Linked DNA regions of Mus musculus: region 2 is linked to region 1. The links are chromatin contacts, called in public promoter capture Hi-C maps. All regions are on one chromosome and are shown on one strand. Each heading gives the region's core, a stretch centred on a gene start, on an enhancer-like site or on the middle of the called end of the contact. The rest is flanking DNA. Distances are from core to core; before and after follow the strand shown. Region 1 overlaps Gckr (glucokinase regulatory protein). Region 2 holds the start of Plb1 (phospholipase B1).

Region 1 (7,774 bases), core at 2,219-4,718:
GTATCTACTTTGCAGTTTGGTGTGGAATGCACACTGGGAAATCTAGGTGTCAGCCCAGCTCTGCTGTGTGGCTCAAGAAAGAAAACAAATTTATATCTCTGCTTTACTGTTCTCACACATAACCTGCCTACCTTCTACAAGGCAGAAGCAGGGGCCAGAAGGGGTCTGGGAGAGGTGTGGTCTTTCATCCTTATTCAAACTGCTTCTTTCTGGAAGCTTCTAGACTTAACCAGACAGAGCCAACACGAGGTCTCATGGAACCTAGAGCTCTTACAGAAATGTCTCTCCCCAGTGGGAGGTCCACTCTCCTCTGTCTTTTGTTCTACATATTGTTTCAGTGTTTCAATGTTACCTCTCTACTTTAGGCATGCTTCTCACATTCACATTTTCCTCTGACCTCACCTGTTTTTTGAGAAATCTTCTGATTAACTTTATATTGTCTTGGCTCTCCATGTTATGTTCTTCTCCACACTTATACAATCATGATCTCTATTACAAATACAGCCCTTTATAGCCTGGTGAATATTTCATGTCTTTTATCTCAGTTCTCATAGCAACCTCATAAAGTGTCTTTGTTCAGTTTTACCATTTCCTTGGCCCCTATTTCTGCTTTTAATTTAGTGACATCTTATTTAGATTTTTGTCCAATCTATTAGGTTTTTTTCCTTGGTGGTTTTTAATCTTTCACTTGGAGCTGGTTTCATCTCTCCACATGGAATTGTCTGAAAGAAAGTTTCTGCTGGAGTCTGGCTCCAATGGGGTTCAGGTCTCAAAGAAGAGGTGTGGAGTCGGGGAGAGAAGGGACTGACATTATCTGAGGATGAATCAGGAGAGCTGGTGTTTATTGAACAAAATGACACACTTTTTTCAGTCTATGATTGGATAATAGCTTAGCCCCTAGCTATCTTGAAAGCAGACTTAATGATAACAAGAAATATATGATCTTTTCACAGATTGTTGTTAACCTAATTTAGTCCTATTTTTTAATATCCAGAATGAATGAAGTTATCAACTTTATTTTTCTTTGTAGCAAAGGCAATAAGTTCATCAAGCATCTAAGTCCCCATTGTTCTCTAAGGTCCAGCAACCCCAGCATGTGCCCTTTGTACCTCCTTCTGCAAGGTCCCGGCTTTGTGGTCAGCAGGCACCAGACATCGAGTCCTGCGAAACAAATCCGTGAGAGCAATTTCCATCCCTCCAGGGGCATGAAGCAGTGTTTGCACCAGGAAGTATAATAAGCATTGAGCCATTTTCTAATTATGTTCCTATGTGCCTTGGTCTTACAGTATGGGTCTCTTCTCCTCATCAACTCCTCAAAGGGAAGGTCTGACATCTTACATTTCTTCCATTGTGCCTTAACATACTAATTCTTCAATGTGTGCTGCTGTATATGTCAGAGAGGGATCAAGACAGTCTAGCTTCTTAACAGAACCTGCTTCTTGTGGGGCGTACCTGGTCTTGCCACTCATCCTGTGAGCCTGAGCACATTGTTTCTCTAGTCTTTGTGCTTTCATCGTTAGGACCAGATGTATGTAAGAGTTTCTGGCACCATCTTTCAGTTAACAAATCTGCAGCTTCTCTATTCTTGGTGCAAACAGGGGGACACAAAGGTGATTCTTGCGCAGGAGTAGACAGAGTTATGCTATATGATTCCACGGTGGCAGAGATTTGTTTCCAAAGATTTACTTTGTTTCACAAGACTGCTATTGTATCCATTCATAACTTTTACCAAAGCCCATACAAAATTTCCCAAAGGAAAAGGCATAAGGAAACTCCCATAATGCATAGTCAGAATCATCACAATGAAAGTTAAAGGATGCTGGGGATCTGTGATTTGTGATCTCCACATGCTGGAACTTTGTCAAGCAGCAGTGGTCGACAAAATTTCTGTTGGACTTTGTCCTATTTTGTCGTCTGCTGCCGTGATAAAACCCTGACCATAACCAGCTTGGAAAGGAAAGTTTATTCCATCTGACACTTTACAGTCCATCATCTCAGAGAGTCAGGACAGGAGCTGAAGCAGGAAGCAGGTGCAGAGGCAGGGACCATGGAGGAAAGCTGCTTCCTGGCTTATTCTCCACGGCTTGCTCAGTTCCCCTTCTTTTTACATTTTCTTCCTTTCTTCCTTCCTTCCTTCCTTCCTTCCTTCCTTCCTTCCTTCCTTCCTTTCTTTCTTTCTTTTCTTTCTTTTTTTATTTTTCAAGACATGGTTTCTCTGTATAGCCCTGGCTGTCCTGGAACTCACTTTGTAGACCAGGCTGGCCTTGAACTCAGAAATCTGCCTGCCTCTGCCTCCCGAGTGCTGGGATTAAAGGCATGCGCCACCACGCCCGGCTCTTTACATTTTCTAATGCATTTTCTTAGTGTGTGTGTGTGTGTGTGTGTGTGTGTGTGTGTGTGTGTGTGTGTGTGTGTTTGAAGGAGTGGGCTCTCTTCTACCTTGTGGACCCAGGGGATTGACTTTAAGTTGTCAGCACCTCTACCCACTGAGCAATCTCACTAGCCCTCAGCTTGCTTTCTTATACAACCCACGACTGCTTGCTCAGGGGTGGCACCACCCAGAGTGGGCTAGGCCCCACACATCAAACACCAACTAGGAAAATGTTCTACTGACAGTGTGATGGAGGCTGTTCCCACACAACTCTGGTTTGTGTCAAGTTGACAACACCCAGCTCAGACTTGTTGCTTTAATTGTGGAAATATTTTTGATACCATAAGGTCTTCACTCTTCATTTGAAACATTGTGTCCTATTCACGGGTCCTCCTCTGTCACATTTCCTTCATCCCTTTCTTTTCCCTAGAGCACAGGACTGATAAGTGAGGCTGTCTTATACTTCACACTAGGCCAGGCAGAGTGGCACATCCTGTAGTCCCAGCATCTAGGGGCAAAAGCAGGATCAGGAAGTGTTCAAGGCCATCCCTAGCTACATAAGGAATTCGAGGTCACTCTGGGTTACGTGAGATCCTGTCCCCCCCAAAAAAGAACCAAACAAAAAACCCAAAACCAAAACTTCACACCAATTACTTCAGAATATGTCCCTTACGGGCAAAGACATTTGCCACTATAAGTATTATATAATTATCCACTCTGGGAATGACAGTAAACCTGATACCATTACCTAAATTCAGATTTCCTGAGTTATCCCTGGGAAGTTGTTTTTATTTTCCAGATCTTGAACCCAATCAAGGAGAACCTACCAACCATAGTCACCAGGTCTCTGCCCTCTTCCTTATCTTCAGTCTTTTTCTTTTTTCCTTGTCTCTCATGACACTGACATTTTTAGAAGTTCAGGCAAATCTTTTCCCCGGAATGTAGCTCACATTTCCAGAATGTACAAAGGTGCTGTGTTATCTTTTCCTCATGTTCAAGTTTAAGGTTTTTATTCCTTTTGGAGGAGACTAGTATGTCACATCAGGAGTCACCTGCCATGTGTGTCTCTTCCTTGGCGAGGCCACGGGGAGGGGGCGTATTCAGTGGTGGTGATGGCTGATGTCTCTCCACATCCTGTCACCCAACGGTCCATACCCACTGTTTCTGCACGTGCTGCTGATTTCTGCTTGACGCAGTTTCCCTCTTGGTGACTCTCAACTGGTGGTTTTCTATTGCTAGCTCTCTTCCTCTTAAACATTCATTAACTGGCATTCCCTCCCCGCCAAGGAGCTTCTGATTCACTCCCCACTCCAACCGTATTTGTTTAATGTCATTATGGACTCATGAATTTTCTTTTGTTGTTAAATGCTTAGTTTTATGTTTTTTAGACAGGGTTTCAATGTAACATAGCTGAACTAGAACTATTATAAAGCCCAGACTGGCCTTGAACTCATAACCCTCCTACCTCGACCTCCATAATACTGGGATAACAGACATTCACCATTGTGCATGGCTTAGATGTATTCTAATATATTTTTATACTTTTATTTCATTTTCATTTTATTTTTTATATGTATGCATGTGTGTGCCTGCTTGTCCGAATGTACACCATGTGTGTGCAGTGCTGTGGGCCAGCGGAGGGCATTGGATCTCCTGGAACTGAAGTTGCAGGTGATTGTGGACCTCCCAGTGTGGGTGCTGGGACTCTAGCTCATATCTAGAGGCAGAGGGGAGGGGCAGGAGCTCTTCACACTCAGCCATCTCTTCAGCTCCTCTTTACTCACCCTTTATTCCCTGTCCCTTGACACCAACTTTTTTTTGAGACAGGGTTTCTCTAGGTCACCTTGGCTGCCCTGGAATTCACTTTGTAGATCATGCTGGCCTCAGACTCACAGAGATCTGTCCACCTCTGCCTCCTGAAGGCTGGAACCAAAGGCTTGTTCCAACACGCACAGCTTCCCATAATAAATTCTCTCCTCTTCTCTTCTCTTCTCTTCTCTTCTCTTCTCTTCTCTTCTCTTCTCTTCTCTTCTCTTCTCTTCTCTTCTCTTCCTCTCTCTCTCTCTCTCTCTCTCTCTCTCTCTCTCTCTCTCTCTCTCTTCTCTCTTTTAAGTTAACATTTTAAACTTTCTTTCCTTATATATTGCATCCCAACCTTAGTTTCCCCTTCCTCTTCTCCACCCAGTTCCTCCCCCCCCCCTCTACCAGATCCATTCCTCATCTGTTTCCCTTCAGAAAAGGGCAGGCCATCCAGGTATATGAACCAAACACAGCACATCAAGTTACAATAAGACTAGGCACATGTCCTCATATTAAAGTCAGACAAGGCAGCTCAGTAGGAGGAAAAGAGTCAGAGACAGCCCCACCCCTACTGGATGGAGTTGAATATATTCTCTTACTACTTATTTTTCATTGTAAGTCTCAGAATCAGAGCTTGTTCAAGTTGGCTTCCTCGGGCCTGGTTATAGCCATACTTAAACATACTTCCAGTGTTGGTCTTTTTTTTTTTTTTTTTTTTTGAAAAACAAAACAAAACAAAATAAAATAAAAAAAGAAAAAATAAACAAACAAAGAAAAACCACTCCTTATTTCTGGGCATAGGGTGGCAGACAATTTACATCTCATGTGCTTTGCTTAGCATCTTCTGAATATCACTGAGATCACGGCAGAGCCGAGATCTCTTCTTCACTGTGCATGTACCAGTGTGCTAGTTTACCTTCTCTTATTTGGGACATTGGCTTATTTTCATCATTTTGCTATTGGCAATAGAGATGCAATGTGAATGCATGCATCCACGTGTTTCTTTGAGATAAATACCGAGAAATGTTAGATCCTTATCAAAGGGCAATGCCACTGTCACTGTTCAGTTTTCTTCCATAGGCTCTGCGCCGCTTTCTTTTGTCGTAGTTGCAGTTTAGAGGCTGCTGGCTCCATGCAGCTTCCCAAGGACTTCTTTTTTTTTTCCATTGTAAATTCAAAGCGACCCTTTATCCTTCAGGTTTTTGCAGGTGCTAATTTACTTTAAAGAGTATTGTTGCGGGCCATCCAGCAGCTCGCGAGGAACGGGATATGGCTGAAGCGGCAGACTCGGGCTGAAAGAGAGGGAACTAGACAGATGAGAGAAAGAAAGGAGCTAAGACAAGGTCCTGATCAAAGCTCAATATTAATATTTGGAAACAGGGGGTTATAAAGAAGGGGGAGGGGCCCATTCCCGCCAAATCATCTTCGGAGTCCAGCTGCAGGTGACCATGTGAATACTCTGGAACAGCTAGGCAGCAGGTAGCAGCAGTGGGAATGGCAGAACGATAGGGTGGCAGACTCCACCCCCCCCCATGATCTCCTGGTGATAACAGTCAAACCTGATCAGCTTGATTTTGGGCTGAGTGGGGGAGGTTACATCTCCTCCCTGTTGTTAATATAAAAAGGAAAGGATGGGCTGAGGCATAAAATTTATTATGCTCTATAGTTCTGCCAGAATGAAGAAACCTGTCTCAGTGGGATTCCCTAACTTTTCTCATGGTAAACCCTTATTTGGTTAAGACTGTCCTTTCTGTCCTAGTAAACATTTTGCAGACTAGCCCTGAGCTGTTGGCTCCGTCTTTTATAATGCTAATTAGTTACTGAATAGGTAACTTCCTTGCTGAATTCCTACTGAATTCCAAGTAGTCAGCTACACGGTCTTTCTACGACGTTGGAACACTGACGAAGACTTAACTGTATCAGGATACAATTTTAAAAGGCACTATAGTAAGATAACACGAAAGGAGAGTACGTGGATCCTCCTTAACAGCCTTGGGTGACAGGCAGGGAACAGAGAGGAGGGGGTGATGACCGGCTCCTTAGCACAAGACCATTTGGCTTGTTAGGGTGGGAGACTGTGAAGGGCTTGCCTTTTCACGGTATGGTCTCCAACCTCTCTCCCCCCTTTGAATTAAATTTAATAAGGCCACACTTAACTGAGGTGATCAAATGATCTTCTCATCCTTGGATGAGTGGGCATTAACCATGGCTAGGGGAGCATTGACCTGATTCCTCCGTGGGTGATGTCATGACCCACAATCATGGCTCTTGGTATCTTTTGGGGAGGGGAGGCAGAGCCTTAGAAAGATACTTTTGGTTGTAACTGGAACTAGATACCAACCTCCATCCAAACCGGGTGTGTCTCTCAGGGAACTCAGAAATGGTCAAGTTGGACCTTCCCCTGCAGTCCTTAGCCTCGTACCCACTCTGGTGCCCATACTGGATTCGTATTATCACGAACCAGCATGCACAGTTCTGAGTACTGTGCAGCTCCTAAAGGAGAATTGTCAACCTCAGATTCAGCAAGGCCTCTGCAAGAATTATGTCATTAGTAACACCACAATTTGTGGCTCTTAGGCTAATTTAGGAGCTGGAGGTTACCCTCCTCATCCCTAATATCTCCACAGCCTGAGGAACCAAGGGGACCTTGCATTATCAGCAAGGGTGGAAAACTGGAGACCAGCTAAGAGACTAAGCCCATCTTTCCAGAATAAAAACAACATTCTTCTAATATCTGAAATTTCCACCTTACTAGCCCTCATAGCAAACCTTAATCCCAAATCATACCAAAAGCCACAACATGTGCTGGAATGCCTTTAGAATGAAAATTAGTAGCTGCCACCTGCATGCTCTTAGGGGTGGGGATGCACACCTGCCACAGTCAGGCTGAAAGGTGTTGATTGACCTGCTTGAAAGACAAAATCTAGACAGTGAAGGGTAACAGTACAAAGCTTCTTTTGGGGAAGTACATGTACTTTATTCAGTTGCAAATTAGCAAGGCTCAAACTCAGTCTCCAGCCTCCTTGTGGGCAGGCTGGCTTTGAGAATTGCAGGAAGACTGAAGCTTCTCTGGGAGTGGAGCCTGTTCTCCGAACTGACTTTTTGGTTAAAGAGGATTTTTAGCCATCATCAGAGTCATACTTACTAGAAAATTCAGGATCTGTGTCCAGTTGACGAATTAATCTCTTGGGCAGCCATTGAGCTCCATCTTCTTGTGAAAAAACACAGACCGAACCCCTTCCCCAGATTAGAACCAGATCTGGACCCTTTCAATCATTAGTTAGTGGGTCCCTCCACTTTACCATGGCATAAGAACTAGAAGTAACTGGATGCCAGTGGCGATCCACTGCAGACTGACCTTTAACATCAGTTTGCAAAAAATTTAGAAATAAAGCAAAGGTAAGATGTGCCTTTGGTGACTTTGGGGGATATAACTGTCCCTGTTTTGTCTTAAAAAGCCAATTTTTTAAGATGTGATGAGCACGTTCAACTATTCCTTGTCCCATGGGATTATAAGGAATTCCAGTTTTGTGTTTGATGCCAAATTCTTTACAAAATGAAGTAAAATTTTTACTAGAATAGGATGACCCGTTATCTGTCTTA
Region 2 (7,774 bases), core at 2,475-4,974, 930 kb after region 1:
GAGGCCTTGGAGCAGGTGGGATCTTACTGATAGAAGAAGCTGAGAGAGCTAAGGAGAGAAGCCTTCTACTTTGAGCTGAGTACACCATAGCTAGAATATGGTCTCTGAGCTCCTAAGGGAGAGGGGCTTGGGGCTGGCTGATGCAATTTGTTCTGTTTCTAAGCCCGTGGGTGTGTACTGTACCTGTGAGAAGGAGGGGCGAGCCTTCATGACACCTGAGTTCTCAAGTCTTCAAAAGGAATGAACGGAAGAGTCAGGATATAGGATACTGGCTGACCTATCCAGGTGTAAACATAGGTATTGACTCCAGTGAGCTAGCTATAAGCATGCTTTTGACTAGTAAGTGGTCTGGTTCCATTCTCACAGGAGCAAGTCCCAGATGATAAAATATCCAACTGCTATGATATTGTCTTAGTTATGGTTTCTATTACTGGTGGGGGGGCACTACCAAAAAGCATATTGGGGAGGAAAAGGTTTACCGGCTTACACTTCTATGTCTCTGCTCATCATCAAAGGAAATCAGGACAGGAACTCAAACAAGGCAGAACCTGAAGGCAGAAGCTGATGCAGAGGCAGTGGAGGAGTGCTGCTCACTGGCCTGTTCCCCTGGCTTACTCAGCCTGCTGAACCCAAGGACCACCAGCCCAGCAGTGGCCCCACCCACAATAGGCTGGGTCCTCCCCTATCAACCACTAATTAAGAAAATGCCTTATGACCAGACCTCATGGGGGCATTTTCTCAATTATAGTTTCCTCCTTTCAGAGAACTGTAGTTTGTGGGTCAAGCTGACACAAGACCAGCCAGCACAGATATTAAAAATGCCAGGTTTCACTGGAAATGCATCCCACCCCCCAGTCCCCGCCAAAGCTGAGGAAATTCTTGGTACAAAGTCAAAGAGCACTTTCTCCTGTCCCTCTTGCTGGGAAAGCCAGGCTGCTCCAGGAGTGGGGGGTGGGGGTGGGGGGGTGAATGGGAAGAAAGAGGCTTTTGGCATCACTGTCTGGCATTATTAATGTTCTCAGGGCATGATGGATGGAAGGTTGGGGTTCCACTCTGGTTTTTGGTATCACTGTCTGGCATTATTAATGTTCTCAGGGCATGATGGATGGAAGGTTGGGGCTCCACTCTGGTGTGGAAGAGAGAGCCTGTGGTGGCTTTGGATGTTCTCATTGCAGACGTTTGTCGTCCTGTGTTTTTCTGACCCATATGATGTTTCTTCAGTCAGCTGTTCATGAAGAATCTCCTGTGCTCCTAAATGGCTTCACCCCACCTTATTGGGTTCTTTTCCAGGGTCCACATCTTTAGACACATCCTCATGCTGGCAAACCTGGCAGGTCTGGCCCTAGTCCTCCTCTCCCTCCTCCTTCCCCCTCCCCCTCCCCTCCCCCTCCCCCTCCTCCTCCTCTTCTGACTCCCGCTCCTCTTCATCCTCCTTCAGATTGATGCCTACTTCTAGTTGAAGATATCTAGTGAGTCTCTGGTCTGAGACCTGACCTGTCTGAACACCTGGGAACTCAGCGATCCCAACCTCCTACAAGGAGAATATGTCAGAGAAACGACATCTTTGAAAGAATCAAATTTTCAGGTCAAGTGAGCAGGCAGAAAAGGACAGCTTTTCTCTGGGCTTATTTGTCCTGGGTGGATGGGAGGCTAGTCTAAGGGAAGCTGCTAGCTCTCCAGTCTGGGAAGCCAGCTGCTAGGAATCACTCCTACCTTCCGCTCTGTGATCCTCTACATGACCCAGTGATACCTAAGGACACGGGGTGGATGAAAGGAGGGGCTGCAGGAGGCAAGTCATCAAGCACACAGCTCCAGGGCAAGGTTACCCAAGGTTACTTGACAATTCAATATAGCAGTCAAGGGATTCAAAACAGAGGGAGCCGTTTGAGGCTCTTAAGTGGGACCTGCAACCCACCAAGAGTCATGAGCTCTGAGATAGGCAGGTGAAGCAAGATGCAAGTTACAGCTTTAGGATTATAGGAAGAGTCCAACTGAGTAGAGACCAAGTTAGCAGACTAGTAAAATGTATTTATTAATTTACAGCCCAGAAGGAACCATCTGCAGGCGCTTCTGAACCCACAGGGGTTCAATGGTACCTAAGAAGAGGGGCGTGGTCTCTATCCCCAAGTAGGGTGGGAATTTTGGCAGTAACCTGGCAGAGCACATGACAACCCTTGCTGAGTTCATTATCCTCATTTTATAGGACAGGGGAAATAGAAGGTTTTCTTGGTTTTCAGGGACTTGTTTTAAGAGATTTCTCTGGAGGACAAAGGGACGTATTTGGGTCTAGCAGCAGCAGCAGCAGCAGCAGCAGCAGCAGCAGCATCTCTTCTCTCTTAAGGCAGTGTACTCTTCTTAGTCTCAAGAGACCAACTCTGACGACCCTGCTTCCAACTGGGTTGTTCTTGTATTAGGAGCTGTGTGGGAATCACATTGATGATTGCGGTACAGGGTCTGCCCTTTTCAGCCAAGCAGATAGCTCCAACTGCTCCACTCTTTGTTCCCCAGCGTGGTGAAGTAGCTAAAGCAACAGAGCCCTAAGCAACCTGCCAGAGAAGGAGGGGTTAGTTAAGCTTCTGAGATGTAAAACTTGATTCTGCTCACTGTGGCCCCTGAGGGATGACTTGCGTGGGAGTAGATTTATACAACCAGTCAGCAGTTACTGACTTCAGGCCTTATGCAGTGTAGTGGGGATGCAGCAGCAGTGTCCTCTTGGAACTTAAGTTTGTCAGACAGGATAATCTACAGACACGTATTGAAGGACATACAGGAGGCCAGTAGTGTGTGTTTGTGTATGTGTGTTTATATATGGATGTCTGTGTATGTGTGTTGGTGTGTGTTTGTGTATGTGTGTGTATATATATAGGTGTCTGATTGTGTGTTTGTGTATGTGTGTTTATATATGGATGTCTGATTGTGTATATGTGTTGGTGTGTGTTTGTGTGTGTGTGTGTATATATGGGTGTCTGATTGTGTGTTTGTGTGTGTGTGTGTGTATGAGTGTGTATAAAATAAGGAGAGAATGTGGGATTTGAGAATGGAGAAAAGGCACACAGGGCCTTATGGACCTTGCTGAGATGATCAGTCTCTGACTAAAGGGAAATGGGAACATGTCTAAGGGGTTTTATACAGGATGTGACATTAGGCTTATATGCTGACAAGATTGTTCAGGCTAATATAGTTAAAGAAAGAAAGAAAGAAAGAAAGAAAGAAAGAAAGAAAGAAAGAAAGAAAGAAAGAAAGAAAGAAAGGGAGAGAAAGACATAGAAGTAGAAATATAACTGGAGACATTTAGCCAGGTAGGCTGGGCCTACCTTGGTCCAGGAACTGGAATACAGAATTGATGGGACTCAGCCATTGGTGATCTGCTGGACTGAGCAGGAGATCCCCTGGATATTGTCTGGGTCTGTCTGCAATGGCCACTACTGTTTCCTGTAGGGCTAAAAAACGATAGCAGAAGAATGATGTGGCCAGTTCTACCCTTCCAGATCCCGAGGAACCCACAGACATCAAAGGGAGGGTATTGAGTCAATGAATGAGTTTATGGGGCTTGAAGCTCAGAATAAAGGTCTGTCTGGAAGTGGGAATGTAGGAATGATTGACACACAAGCTTTAAATAAAGCCAAGGGCTGGTATGGTTGCCTTGAGAACCAGCAGAGGAGGGTCCAGGCCAGAGGAGGAGTGGCCAGACAAAACCAGGAACCCCAGACAGTGCTAGTATCTCAAGAAAGCAGTAGAAGCCAGCACTCACACTCTGTTGAGACAAGCAGTGGGAGAAGGTATGAGGATCCATTGCTGTCTGTTGGATTCAGCAAACTACTGACCTTCAAGAACTTTTAATGGCATGGTGGGAACAGAAGCCACATTGAAGGACAGGGACAGGTGAGTGAAAGGCATTTTAGAAATGCTACCTGACAAAGAATTGGGATGTTCAGCCTACAGGAATTCTTATGGGATTCAGATGATCAAATGCAAGAGTTTTCAGCCTCATAAAGATTCGGGAGACATAGCTCTCCTCCCCGGCCAGAGAGAATTGAGAGGTGCTGGCCTGATGTGGCTCAGAAGCAAAGAAGAAAGGGAACAGGAAATAGTTTGCATGATTCTCACAAGGAGCATACTGAGATTCTAGCCACCCTCTGGAGAAACATGTAGCTGTATGTTCTTGTCCCTACATGCCCATAAGAGGCCCCCAAATGTCAATCAAGTGTTAAACTCAAAGGAACAAAAATGAGGAAGTTCTGTGTCTTAAGTTAAAGTAACCAGTCTTTGGAGCAGAAACACTGAGATAAAACAGAACAAAACAAAACAAAACAAAACAAAGCTTTAAAGCTGAGCATGGTGACACACAATTGTCATCTCAGGATCCAGGAGCCTGAGGCAGGAAGATGTTATGTTCAAAGCTGGTCTGAAATACATAGCGAGACTCTATCTCAAAACAAATACAAATAAAAGAAAATGTGCTTTTACCGTCCATTCTCAGGAAGGTTTCTACGTATTCCTATGGAGTTCCAGACAGTCTGAAAGGCTTGCATGGTGATGCAAGCTCGTAGCCCCAGTGCTGGCCTCCTCAGCAACTTCCAGGCCAATACAACGCTCTCTCAAAATAAAAGTGCATAGTCCAGGTGGACAACACCTAAGGTTGTTCTCATGCATGTACACATGAACACGCACACACAACACACACACACCATATACACCCATACACAACACCACCCACAACACAGTACACACTGAGAGACATATATAACATGCAAACACACACAACACACAGAGGCACAACACACAGAGACACATACACACACAAACACAACACACAGAGACATATACAACACACACACAGAGAAACACAACACATATATATACACACAAATAACACACACAACACATATACAACATATACACACATGCAATACACCCACATACATATACACATACAGAGACACACATGGACATATACGCATATACATATACATAGGACACACATATACATATACAGACACATACATATATAACATACATATACACACAGACACACATGTGAAATATAAACATATACATACATGCAACATATACACAACACACAGACACATGCACATGCTCATATATATACACAGACACACAGACACACATCCAGACACAAACATATTTACACACAGATATACACATACACACATGCACATACATGCATGCACACACAGACACACATGCATACAACATATACACAATACACACATGCACGCACGCGCGCGCGCGCGCACACACACACACACACACACACACAGAGTCTATTTTCAGAAATACCATAGTGTGAAAATAAGCTTAGGATAGAAAGGATGTAGAACTTGGGAATTCAATTTTTTGTGAAAAACCAAGGCCTTCATGCATTTCAGAAGTGAAGAAAGGACAGGTGACAGGCTGATGTAAGTCAGAAGCTCCTGGAGGCAGTGGTGTTTGTGTAGTCCTTCAGGAAATAAAACTTGAGGGACAGCTCCTCAGTGAGCCACCCATTCCTCACCTTGGTTGTCCAGATGGCTGGAGCCCAGCACAGACCTGGTGACTGGTCGGTATCAGGGCCCCAGGGGACAGCCCTTCTCACTCAGCACTTCCCTCTCTTTCGCCTACTCCCTCATAGCCCTCTGCCCAGGTGGTGCCATCAAACATAAACAGCTTGAAATGGAGCAGGCACAGTAAACAAGTCTGTATATTATTGCCAATGCCATTAACACCCACAAGCTGCCTTGGTGTCCTGGGTGTTGGCAGCCCAGCCCTTGACCAAGGTGATAACATAAAGGACAGCAATCCCCTGCCCCACAACCAAAGGAGCAGAGGCTGTGCTATGTGAATAGAGGGACGTCCAGGCTGGTAAGCTGCCCTGGGTCAGTCTTCACAAGCTGTTACCAGAATCCAGGTGAGAGATACTTCTTATGTGCACTAACTAGTAATCTTTATTTCTGTCCCTTTCTCTGTGTCCAAAACCTAGGGATGCTATCTGGACAGCTGCTCTACTGCGAATATAGGCCAGGGAGGTGGGTGGGGTCTACGTGGGATGCTTGGAGTATGGGATCCAGGACCTTCTCAGCATAGTAGCAAGCACTGAGATTCTTGGAGCAAACATTGGGATATTTGCTTATTCTCTTGGACTCAAAGGACACATCACAGCTCCTGCAGGCAGTGAGGGAAAGATGAGCTTCATGGGCAGGGCATCGAATTTAATGTCACCTGGCTCCCTAGACTTGCTCTGTGAAGCCATGGGTACCACATATAAGCATCTCAGCTCTGGGAGATCTAGGGAAGAGCTTTCCATACCAGCATTTTCACAGGGTCACCACACCAGGATAGAGATGGGGTGATTACAGGTGTTAGGCTTTCTGTTGATAATATTTAGCACAGGTTTTGTATTGCATAGTCATAGCTAGAACTTGGCCACTCCTGGTGGACAGACAAGAGTTCTGGGCTCTAGTAGCTAAGCAACCTTGAGTCAGTTACTTAGTCCTATGCGAGTTTTAAACTTCTTATTGATAAAACTAGACGAAACACACCATTGCTGCCATGGTCACAGTGATTCAGCGCTGAGCAATGAGTGGGAAGGAACACTGAACTTGGACCAGAGAGTCCTGCCCCAAGTGCTGTTCTTACTCAAGGGTGGGCTTCACAAAAGCCTCTTTCTTTGCCTCAGTTTTCTTCTGTGTACAGTAGGGGAGGAGAAAGCCTGGTCAGGTGACTGCCAAGGACTAAGTGCCTTCTGAACCATTCTTAAGGTGTCCCACTTGTCCTTGGAAGGGAGAAGAAAGGACTAAGCTGGCATCGACAGTCCCGTGTTAGATGGTAGACTGCTGTTAAGTTCTCTGGTTCTTCAGAAGTAGAGCCAGAGAGAGGAGTCCTCTGGTGTCAGGAAAAGGGGGTGCTTTACCTGGAGGTGCACCAACACCCTAGTTTCCAGATCCAGCATCCAGGAAAGAGGAATCACACTAGTAAGTCTACTGCCATACTTGGTTTAAGAGCTGAAGGCCTGCCTCCCGCACGCAGCTCAGGATCAAGAGCCCCCTCTTACTCTCCTCCTTGAGGGATGACAAGCCCTTGCACCAGGCATGTCTTCCAGTCGTGCTGGGGAGAAATGAATGGGAAAGGTGGCTTGGATCGGCACCTCCTTCTACACTCACAAATTGGGTGACCTTTGGCTGGAATTTTTACCCCTGCCCCTGAAGAATCCCACTAGTATGAAATAAAACATCTATGCACTTGAATCGCAGAGGCCTGTAGCTTAGTAGGTGCTCAACTCAGAGGCCTGTAGCTTAGTAGGTGCTCAACTCCTACTTAGTAGGTTTCAGTGAATGCTGTTTAAGTCTGAACCTGGGTGTCGGTGCATTAATGGAAATCAGGTAGGCAATGAGAATGGCTTTTCTGGACTTACAGAAAAGTACTGTGTTGGGATGTTTAAAATACCCTGACTGATCATCTCAGGCTCCTTGCCATATATATCAACATCATTTTCTGTGTGCTGGGAAGGCATGGCTCTAATAAATGCTCCTGTCTATGTTCCTCTAGAACATTAGAGTCTGGAGATCCCTCAGAGTCTGAAAGGGGTACGATGTGGAGAGAGAGGAAAAAAAAAAAAAGACCCATCATTAGAATGTCCAAGTGATTTGCAGAGTACCAGGGCTCAATACGGTAGGGACTCATTTGCTCCCTACCTGTAAATAGTGGTCAGCTAGCCTTAGTACCTACTTTGCACAAATGCTTGGTGTAGAAAGAGGGTATCCTGCATGCATGAAGT

Evidence for each region. Promoter capture Hi-C pulls out the DNA fragments that hold promoters and counts their contacts.
Region 2: a promoter capture Hi-C map of the HPC-7 cell line shows a contact between it and region 1, with 8 times the contacts expected there. The contact joins the promoter of Plb1 here to the enhancer-like site in region 1. A contact is called at or near these places in 9 of 39 promoter capture datasets (the 3T3-L1 cell line, 3T3-L1-derived adipocytes, the C10 cell line and 6 more) and 2 of 9 other capture datasets (adipose tissue and liver).

Annotation. Positions count from the first base shown.
Region 1 is chr5:31,309,528-31,317,301 of GRCm38.p6, forward strand. All of the region lies in intron 16 of Gckr (glucokinase regulatory protein), which reads left to right. Among named protein-coding and RNA genes, the nearest start is that of Gckr, 16 kb to the left of the region's middle. Within about 2 kb of position 3,469, at least 5 of the 459 cell types and tissues checked have an H3K27ac peak or open chromatin away from gene starts, as enhancers often do. A contact at or near this core is called in the HPC-7 cell line, where this site is marked.
Region 2 is chr5:32,235,360-32,243,133 of GRCm38.p6, forward strand. It overlaps Plb1 (phospholipase B1), which reads left to right and starts at 3,725. Exons shown (of 59, transcript NM_001081407.1): 1 at 3,725-3,882.